Regions from separate parts of the Sus scrofa genome. Here region 2 is linked to region 1. The links are chromatin contacts, called in public HiChIP or PLAC-seq maps. All regions are on one chromosome and are shown on one strand. Each heading gives the region's core, a stretch centred on a gene start, on an enhancer-like site or on the middle of the called end of the contact. The rest is flanking DNA. Distances are from core to core; before and after follow the strand shown. Region 1 has its middle 180 kb from the start of MAMDC2. Region 2 has its middle 27 kb from the start of MAMDC2.

The links. HiChIP or PLAC-seq counts read pairs in DNA pulled down with a chosen protein or histone mark.
Region 2: a contact with region 1 is called in an H3K27ac HiChIP or PLAC-seq map of alveolar macrophages. The contact joins two enhancer-like sites. A contact is called at or near these places in 1 of 47 Hi-C or Micro-C datasets (fibroblasts) and 1 of 2 datasets of contacts at active chromatin or transcription factors (alveolar macrophages).

The regions. Positions count from the first base shown.
Region 1 is chr1:223,360,074-223,364,686 of Sscrofa11.1, reverse strand. No RefSeq gene overlaps it. Among named protein-coding and RNA genes, the nearest start is that of MAMDC2, 180 kb to the left of the region's middle. Within about 2 kb of position 3,301, at least 4 of the 83 cell types and tissues checked have an H3K27ac peak or open chromatin away from gene starts, as enhancers often do. A contact at or near this core is called in alveolar macrophages, where this site is marked.
Region 2 is chr1:223,512,020-223,517,265 of Sscrofa11.1, reverse strand. No RefSeq gene overlaps it. Among named protein-coding and RNA genes, the nearest start is that of MAMDC2, 27 kb to the left of the region's middle. Within about 2 kb of position 2,740, at least 10 of the 83 cell types and tissues checked have an H3K27ac peak or open chromatin away from gene starts, as enhancers often do. A contact at or near this core is called in alveolar macrophages, where this site is marked.

The DNA.
Region 1 (4,613 bases), core at 2,052-4,551:
AGCCTATGCCATAGCCACAGCAATGCAGGCTCCAAGCCGGGTCTGTGACCTACACCACAGGCAACGCCGGATCCAGATCTTTAACCCACTGAGTGAAGCCAGGGATCCTACTTGCATCCTCATGGATCTTAGTTAGGATGGTTAACTGCTGAGCCATGAAGGGAACTTCCTGTAGCACCATTTTCCCAATAGCCAAGATATGGAAGCAAGCTAAATGTCCATTGACAGATGAATGGCCAAAGATATAGATAAAGATGTGGTATACACACACACACACACACACACACACACACACTACACACACACACTCAATGGAATAGTATTCAGCATAAAAAAGAATGAAATAATGCCATTTGCAGCAACATGGATGGACCTAGAGATTATCATACTAAGTAAGCTGGTCAGATAATAACAAATAACATAATATAACATGATAATAACATAACATAATATAACATGATATAATAATACATCTAAAAAATGACACAAATGAACTTATTCACAAAACAAAAACAGAAATATATTCACTTACATAGAAAACAAACTAATGGTTACCAAAGGGGAAAGGGGGAAGGGATCGATTAGGAATTTGGGATCAACAGATATATACACCATATATAAAACAGGTAAACAATAAAGACCTACTATAGAGCACAAGGAACTATATTCAGTATCTTGTAATAGCCTATAATGGAAAGAATCTGAAAAAAGAATATATGCATCTGTGTGCATAGAGAGAGAGTGTATTGTGTGTATATCACTGAATCACTTTGCTGTACAATTGAAACACTGTAAGTCAACTATACTTCAATTTTAAAAAGGTTAAAAAAAAGAATACAAAGACACCTGGACACAATAGACGTTCAATAAATATTGGTTGAAAATATTCTTTCTCTTCATCTTCACAACCCAGTTTTTGTAAGTTAAAAATTATCCTCATTTTCCTATTGAAAAAACAGAGTCCCTAGAAAGATGTCCAACTAGCCCATGGCCAGGTGAGTGAATGACAGGTAGTATCTTCTCAACTACACCAATTTGTTCTCTCTCTTGCCTACAGAATTTTGCGAAAATTCAATTTGTTACTTACCATCATGTCACTGTACCAGACTAAACTCATGTATCCAATGAATCCAAAAAATAAAATATTAGCTGAGGAGGGAGAGGAAGAGACAGTAACAGTGGAGCGTAAGGAGGAAGCTGAAGGAAGTACACAAAATCCAAAGACAGGTCACTTATTTCGAATCAAGATGCTGGAGAAAGGTTTGAAGAAATAATGAAAGTTTTATAGTAAGCCCTAAGGGAGAGTGAGGAAACCTTTCTTAAAATATGAGTTTTCCTGATAAGGACTGGTTATCATCTAATTATAATATCTCAAAGCCATTACTGCCCACCTGGGAATTTCAGGCTGGGTTTGAGAGACGCAGCAACTCTAAGGATCACAAAAGAGATAAATGCTCACAGCTTACTCATTTACAGGAGTCAGGAAAATAGGATTTTTCAAACCAAAAGGTCTTTATGTTTATCAAAAATGTGGAATATCTCACTTTTTCACTCATCTCAAACATCTGTGTTAAAATGATCTTTAACTTTTTTAGGACAAGTGGTTCTTAGACATGGGAAAATAAGTGCTCAAACTCACTCGTGAAAAGAATGCACATGAAAAGCACACTGAATGAAAACTAATTTTTGACATAGCAAACCCAAAACATTTGAGAAAACTCTATTTTTTAAGGATATAATACAGCAGACCTTCTCATGTATGATGGAAGCAAAAATCTTTGCATCCTATATGAAGGCAATATGGCAATAGTTATCAAAAATATATATATTTATATCATCTTAAGCTTGTAATTTTATATCTAGGGATTTATAATACAAATATGTTTACATATATATACCAAATGATATATGTATGTCCAAAATTATTCATATTAGTATTGTTTATAATATTAAAAGATTAGAAATGACTTAAATATGCATTAACAAGGGAATGGTTAAGGCATTATGGTACATCTATGCAATGTGTACCATAATAAAATGCAATACTGTATGAGTATTTTAAAAATTAAAATTACTTTAATAGACTGATTCAAATAATCTACATGAAATACTGCTAAAAAAATAAGGAACAGAACACTGCCTACATTATGCTAAGTGGGAAGAAGTATATGCTTATCTTGTATATAGAGCAGCTCTTAAATGCTTCAAAAGAAACTGATGATATTGGTTGCACTGGTAAAAGTTAACTGAGTGGGAAAAAAGAGCTTTAGAGGTTGCACAATGGTTTGGAAGCACAGCTGCAAATTCTCTGACACTGCTCCCATCAGGAGGTGGAGTCTATGACACTTCTCTTGAAGTTTGGTGGGCCTTTGCCACTGCCCTGATGAATCCCACTCCTGAGCATTTATCTGAAGAAAAGTATAATTCGAAAATATACATGCACCACAATGTTCACTGCAGCACTATCTACAATAGCCAAGATAAGGAAGCAAACTAAGTGTCCATAGACAGACGACTGGATAAAGACGTGGTATGTATATACAATGGAATATTACTCAGCCACAAAAAGAATGAAATAATGCAGCACATGGATGGACCTAAAAATTATCATAGTCAGTGAAGTAAGCCAGACAGAGAAAGACAAATACTATATGACATTGCTTACATGTGGAATCTTTAAAAAAAAAGGATACAAATTGACTTATTTACAAAACAGAAAGAGATACACAGATTTAGAAAACAAATTTATGGTAACAAAGGGGAAACGTGGCAGGGGAGGGATAAATTAGGACTTTGGGATTAACACATACACACTAATATATATATAAAATGGATAACTAATAAGGACTTACTGTATGGCACAGGGAACTACACTCAATATTTTGTAATGACCTGTAAGGGAAAGGAAACTGAAAAAGAATATGTGTGTGTTTGTATGTATAACTGAATCACTGAGCTGTACACCTGAAACTAACCCCAATATTGTAAATCAACTATACTTCAATTAAGAAAAAAAAAAGAATGCAGGAGAAGTGATGCTGCATGACATCCAAGGAAGTGTTTGAAACGACTCTTCAGTATCTACAGCTTCCTCTTGGGACAGTCACTCCAGGGGAGAGGGAAGAAAAATACCAGAATCGCCAGCTGCTCACATCTTCTAGGCTCCAGCACCAGACATATGAATAAGGAAATCTTTGAGATGCCCCCAGCTATAGCCACTTTTTGACAGTAACTGCATAAGGGCCCCTAAAGCAGAACTGACTCATTAACCTCTGGCTTCATTACCAACTAGTGACATCATTACTGTTTTCGCCACTCTTTTGGAGTTGTTTGCTATGCAACAAGAGAGAACTAGAACAGAGGTCCTTCACTGTTCACCCTTTACATTTTGAACTTTGCATCACATGAATGTATTTCCTATTTAAAAAGTAAATAAAGCTGAAAGTACCCCCCACACACAATTCTGAAATTCCCTGGCTGAATCTTTTGTCTATATTCAAACCCTTAAAATGGTTTTAATAAAAGAACTGTCTAGGTTTCATTGGCCTGATTATCCTCAAGGGCACAATCATAAGTAGGAACCTGCCTGGTGTAAAGGGAGAAGGGTTGGAATCCTCCTACCCCCACTCCAAACAAAAATCTCAAAAGTGGAAATTAATTCCTTAGCCAATAACTTGCAGATATGAACAATATGCTTAACATTAGACTCATTCCTTCAATCACTTTCGAATTGTGAAGTGAGAAATGTACCTTCACAATGGTGGGTACCATCAAAACTGAGCATTATGAATAGAGGGCTAATGTGACCTGATGTGCCCCAGGATGAAATGCAACATGAAGTACACAGCATCACCTATGAAGTATTTGCTCCAAAAATGTTGAACCTAAAACTACTTCAGTGTTTAGATGTAACTTCAAGTTTATGGGAAATGCAGGTGATAGAGAAACAAGTTAAACACCACCATGAGAAAACAATCAGACAAATTCAGACTATGGAACATTCTACAAGATAATTGGCCTGCTCTTGCCAAAACAGCATTGGCGAAGAGGTGGAGAAATGGTCATTCCCATGTAACTACATGTATCCTCAAAGCTGTGCATATTCTTAACTTAGAAAAATCCCTCTATCCACCCTGAATCCAACAGATACTCACTAAGATTTACACCAAAAGAGATAATCATTTAAGAACTGATAAAGCAGAATATAATTGGGGACAAAATATTAAAGATTTGATTAAATTAAATTTATTGTACATATACTATGTAATATCACTTGAGGTACCGGGTATTAGTACCTCAATTATAAACCTGTGGCTCAGCAGGTTAAGGATCTGTCATTGTCTCTGTAAAGGTGCAGGTGCAATCCCTGGCCTTGCTCAGTGGGTTAAGGATCTAGCATTGATGCAAACTGTGGCATAGGCCTCAGCTGCAGCTCTGATTTGACCCCTAGTCTGAGAACTACCACATGCCACAGCTACAGTCATTAAATAAATAAATAAATAAATAAATAAATAAATAAATATGAGTGATGTAAAGGGAGAATTTAATCAATATCTTCATGCCTCTCTCAAACTAGAGTCTTTTTTTAAAATTTAGTAATCCTTTGGGCTCAC
Region 2 (5,246 bases), core at 1,491-3,990, 150 kb before region 1:
AAAACTTTTGCATAGGCTCATGAAAACCACCTGCAATTTAGAAAAATAAAACTATGAATTCTGTTAAATTAAAATCGGTAACTCTTACAACCTGAAATAAACTTAGCACAATAAGTGTGCAAAAGCAAACTACAGGCACCTCCTCTTTGTCCATGAACTACAGATCACAGTGGCGTGAGTAACGGTTAACCACTTATATGTGACCCTGGATTCACTTTTATTTTTTTTTTCCAGTAGAGTCAAGTTTACAATGATAAACTATATATGCTAATGCTGAAATTAGTTTGCATTTTTAAAGAACTGAGAGAGGAAAGCAAGAGGTTAACTGGGTGGCAGAGGAACACTAGTCAGGTTTTAAATATTTTCTCCAGATAATCCACAAAGTGCCTACAGGGTTGATGGTAGTCCAAGCATTTTTATAAACATTTCCAGTGCAAACATTGTGGATTTTTTGAAAATGATTTTCTGGCAATGGGCTTCATTCATATAGCGAACAAAGTCTCAGTGATTTGCCATCTGGAGACTTAAGTTCCATTTCCAAAATAAAGATCTATATTCCTGGAGGTTATTGCTAATAAAAGCCCTAAGTGCAGTTATTTTACCAGGCTAATCATTTTTACTGTTGTATGTGAAGGAAAAATAAATCTCTATCATAAATTATTAAATTCATTGCACCAAAGAGAGAGAGAAAAGTCTTAGATTTTTTTCCATTAAGCCACTTTAAAAGTCTCCTTTTCACATATAGGATGAACAAAGAGCACTTTTCAAAACATTTATATTAGATTTTCACTGTAGTCTGCAGTTTACAAAGTGGCTTCACATGTATAACCTAATGTTTAACGAACACAACTGAGAGCTGAGAGATTGAACAGCCTATGTTCAATCCCTCAACTATAAATCTTAATATAAACAAAGACATAGAGAATATAATCCAAATTATGAATAATGAGGAAATCTGATTTTTTTAGGTTCCAATATTCAGTGTGCTATGAACTCAATTTACAAATATTATCAGTACATTTCCTTTATTTTTTGATGATCAGAGCCACCAGAATATAGAATTCATTTAAAAAGAAATTTTAAAATCACATGCAGTTTACCACTATGCAAAATATAAAAGGTTGTAAGCCAGTATCTTCAGAATAACTACTAATTGTAAGATGTGTGAAAGTTTACTTATTTAAACTTTTTATGTATTTATATTACTTTAAATTATAAAAAGGATAGTTTGAAGATGTAATAATACGTAAGTACATATACTTACAATGAACAAAATAAAAGGGGGTGTTCTGGGTTTTTTGTATAACTTCCATTAGTTTTCTTATCTCTATGGATCTCCAAAGGAGGATTTTATTTGTAGGATTTATGCGTGTGAACTTATTCCCCACTTGCAAAGCGGTTTATGCTATCAGCCCTGAGTGCAGTTATATTTTATCAGCAATTCTTCGTGTTATACAGGAGGGAATAATAATCTGTCTTATAAATTACTGAATTAATTGTGGTACAGAGAGAAAAGTCTTGGCTTTCTTTTCCTTTTGTGGCTTTAAAGTCTATTTTTGACAAAAATAGTGATAAAGTACTTTTTCAAAATGAATCTGTGGCAGTGAAATGATTCACTGTATAAACTGTTAACGTATATTAGACTCAAACAATTGGCATGTAAACATGTCCTAAAGAGAAGAAATGTTAATCTGCTTTCACATGTTGACTACAGCATTATTTCATAATGACCATAAGACCAAGCGAGCAAGCAAACAAATGAAATAACCTAAGATTTCAAAAATAGGGGAAATAAATAAACTACGATGCTTCAATCTAAGAAAGGCAATCATTCACTCTGATAGCTTATGAATATTATTTAGTAGCAGAAATATATATTCCACTCATAATTAAAATGAAAAAAGAAGGTTTTAACAGATAAAATACAACAAAATAAGACAAATTATATCTAATTCATCTAAAAATACATTGGATAAAATCTTTAACATTACCGAATGCCTAACAATTCTGTGAAGGATCATAAAATTATGGGTATTGAACAGAATTTCCTTTTATTTTCTAACCATTCTTTAATTTTGTTATATTTATAATTGAGAAAAAAGAAGATTCAAGTTATCTATAATTAAGATGTGGAATAATGAGTTACTGTTTTTCAGATTGGCATTATTTACTACAGTAGTCATGAGCACATGTGGTTATATAAAATAAAATTAAATAGAATTAAAAGTTCATTTCCCTTAGGTGCACTAACCACATTTCAAGTGCTCAGTAACCACAAATAGCTAGTGGTCAAGTGAGTTGGACACGGCAGTTATGCAAACTTCCTCATTGCAGAAAGTTCCACGGGGTAGAGCTTCCTGGCTCCTTTTGGACATGCCAAACAAATGTGTAAACTGCCACAGAGGGTTAAACGAAATGCTGAAGATGTTCTGGACCACGGTAAGTCACTAGGTTATTCCTATCTTAGAAGATTTTCTACACTTACAATACTGGCCAGGCCACATGTTGTCCTGTCTGATAAAAGATCTGCAAATTCAGCCAGCTATGTACTAGATTCAAACTGTGGGCTCAAACCTCAGATCAGTTTGCAGTTGTCTATCTGCATTCCAACACACAAAAGAAACAGGACCAGATTAATTTCAGTCTAACACATTGGATTTCCACCTGCTATTAATAATGCTCATAATGTCAGCTCCTATTCTTGTGCTGCCTTCTTACATTTTGAGGCTGCTTGAGGTGCAGAGGTTATTTTAGGGCAGTTGGTGATTAGGTAAGCTGATGACTAGGCCTGGCTGACACAGGCAAAGAGAAAGCCAAACATTTTGGTCTGTTCTTAAGAAATCTGTCCCTGGGTCCTGTTACGAATGTGACAAAAAGGAAATTGCCCATTTCCTTAACCTCTCCTTTCTTTATAGCTCTTTTTCAAAAACAGTGCTTATTTCATTTTAGTCAGTATTTCAAGACACAGAGAATATCTCTAGAGACTGGGAAAAAAATCTTACGCACTTTGAATATATACTATTGCCTATGTGAGAGGGGAAAAGAAGAGGGACAAAGTAAAATGCTATCCCTTAGACAGGTGTTCCTGATACTTTGCAGACCTCTTAAGAGTTAGGGTTAAGTTAGCTTTGTGTAAATCAATTTGTTTCAGTTTAATACAGATTCCAGTCCTTAGGGATTGGTGATATTTAAAAATTTTTGTTTTGATTGAGAATATTAAGTAAAAACTGATTTCAAATTTACCTAATTTTGGAAATAAAAATAGGCACTGAATGGAGAGCAATTAAAAACACATTTGTGGAGTTCCCATCATGGCGTAGGAGGAAAGGAATCTGACTAGGAATGGTGAGGTTGCGGGTTTGCTCCCTGACCTCACTCAGTGGGTTAAGGATCTGGTGATTAAGTGAGTTGTGGCATAGGTCACAGATGTGGCTCAGATCTGATGTTGCTACAGCTGTGGTGTAGGCTGGCAGCTGTAGCTTTGACTGGACCCCTGGCCTGGGAACCTCCACATGCCGTGGGTGCAGCGCTAAATAAATACATAAATAAATTAATTGAAAATAAAAAAAAATTGCAAACAATTGTAAATATAGTCAAGGAAGGATCAAAATATGATTTAACTTACTTTTTATCATACTTAAAACAGAATTGCACGTGATCATTTATTTACTATTGATATTTGGGGCTAGATAGTTCTTTGCTGTGGGTCACTGCCCTGTGCACTGCAGGATTTTAAGCATTCCTGGTTCCTACCCACTAGATACCAATATCATTCACAAGTCATAACATGTTGGAGAAAACATGTCTCCAAACATTGCCAAAGGTCCCTTTGAGGATGTGGAGGGGGTGGGGCAGGCAGGGGCAGGCAGGGGCAAAATCTCTGAGATTTTGAGAGAACCAGTGATCGAGGGGGTAGAAAACTGCTGTACTTTCAAATCCCACTTGCTCAGCTCCTATTACATGTAGTCCCTATGTGAGTCGCTTTCAAGATCTGGACCTCCTTTTTGGATTCACTGTCAATTTCAAACTATTCATTCTCTTCAGTCAAAGCAGGACAGTTGTTTACATTATAAAAAGGGACTGGATGGAATTAGTTTTCTCTTCCTCTGCACATCACCAGGTGGTGGTTTTAACGAGGAATGAAATATCCTTAGATCCTGGAAAGAAAAGGCAAAAGAGCAGAAAGGCAAGGGAGATGGACTAAGACTCCAGCTGAATAATCATCCCCAAGATGATCAGGGCTTTACTGTTCCAATTTCCTGCTTCAGAAATCTGCAAATTGTCAAAGGGCAACAGTGTGTCTCCCCCACCCCCCAACCCAAGCTTGTCTCCCTTTCAAAAAACAATGATCTTCTCCCTCAAAATAACATAATGACAGGCAGCAGATCCAAAAGAGTAATGGAGAAAACTTTCCTCATAGTATATAATTTCAAGCCTCTCCTAAAGCTTTTTTTTTTTTTTCAGGGAGAGGCAGTGGGATGGAGAGAGAGTCTGTACAGAAACCCAGCCACAAAGCTGTGATAGTCAGAGGGACTAGACTGCCTCTTAACCTGTTAAAAGTGGAAGAAAAAGTAGAGAAACAGATATGTCAGGAACTTACTTTCCCAAACCAAATCAGGACGGAGTTTTAAAAGAATCTGGGTGACTGATTTTAACTGCAGGAAGTGTCATAGTTTAAGTGTCACCCAACACAGTCAATATGATTTTGCTAAGGGAGGGAAGAAGTGAAGCTTTGCAGGGAGCTCTGGAATACACAACCACAGACCCTGGTCGTGCGTGTAGTTTAAAAAGATTGTTAAAGAGCTCAACACTGGCTGAAGTGACTGGTTTCTTTTCACTGTCTTTTAAAGTAGTTTCTATGGCCTGCTCGAGAGACATAGCTGGCCAGGTTGCTGGGTTAATCTACCACCTACTTTACCAATTGAAGAGTACCAGTTGGGCCTATAATTAGGATGTGAATGATAGTTTCCAGAAATGGCCTTCTCTCTTCAGACAGAAACATTTCAATCCTATGCCAACAGTACCATCAATTACTCATGTTCACAAAACAAACCTAGTTAGATTCTTGTTACAGTGGCAGACCTCAACAATTTACCAGAGGATTTGGTTCTGCGTTAGATTTAACTTCTCTTCTGATGAGGTTTAAAAATCTTTTAAAGTCATTTTGCACAAATAAATTTGGATATGGTGACTGCAGAGTTGGTGGAATAATTATTCACAAAATTACTATAATCTAGTCAGTGAAA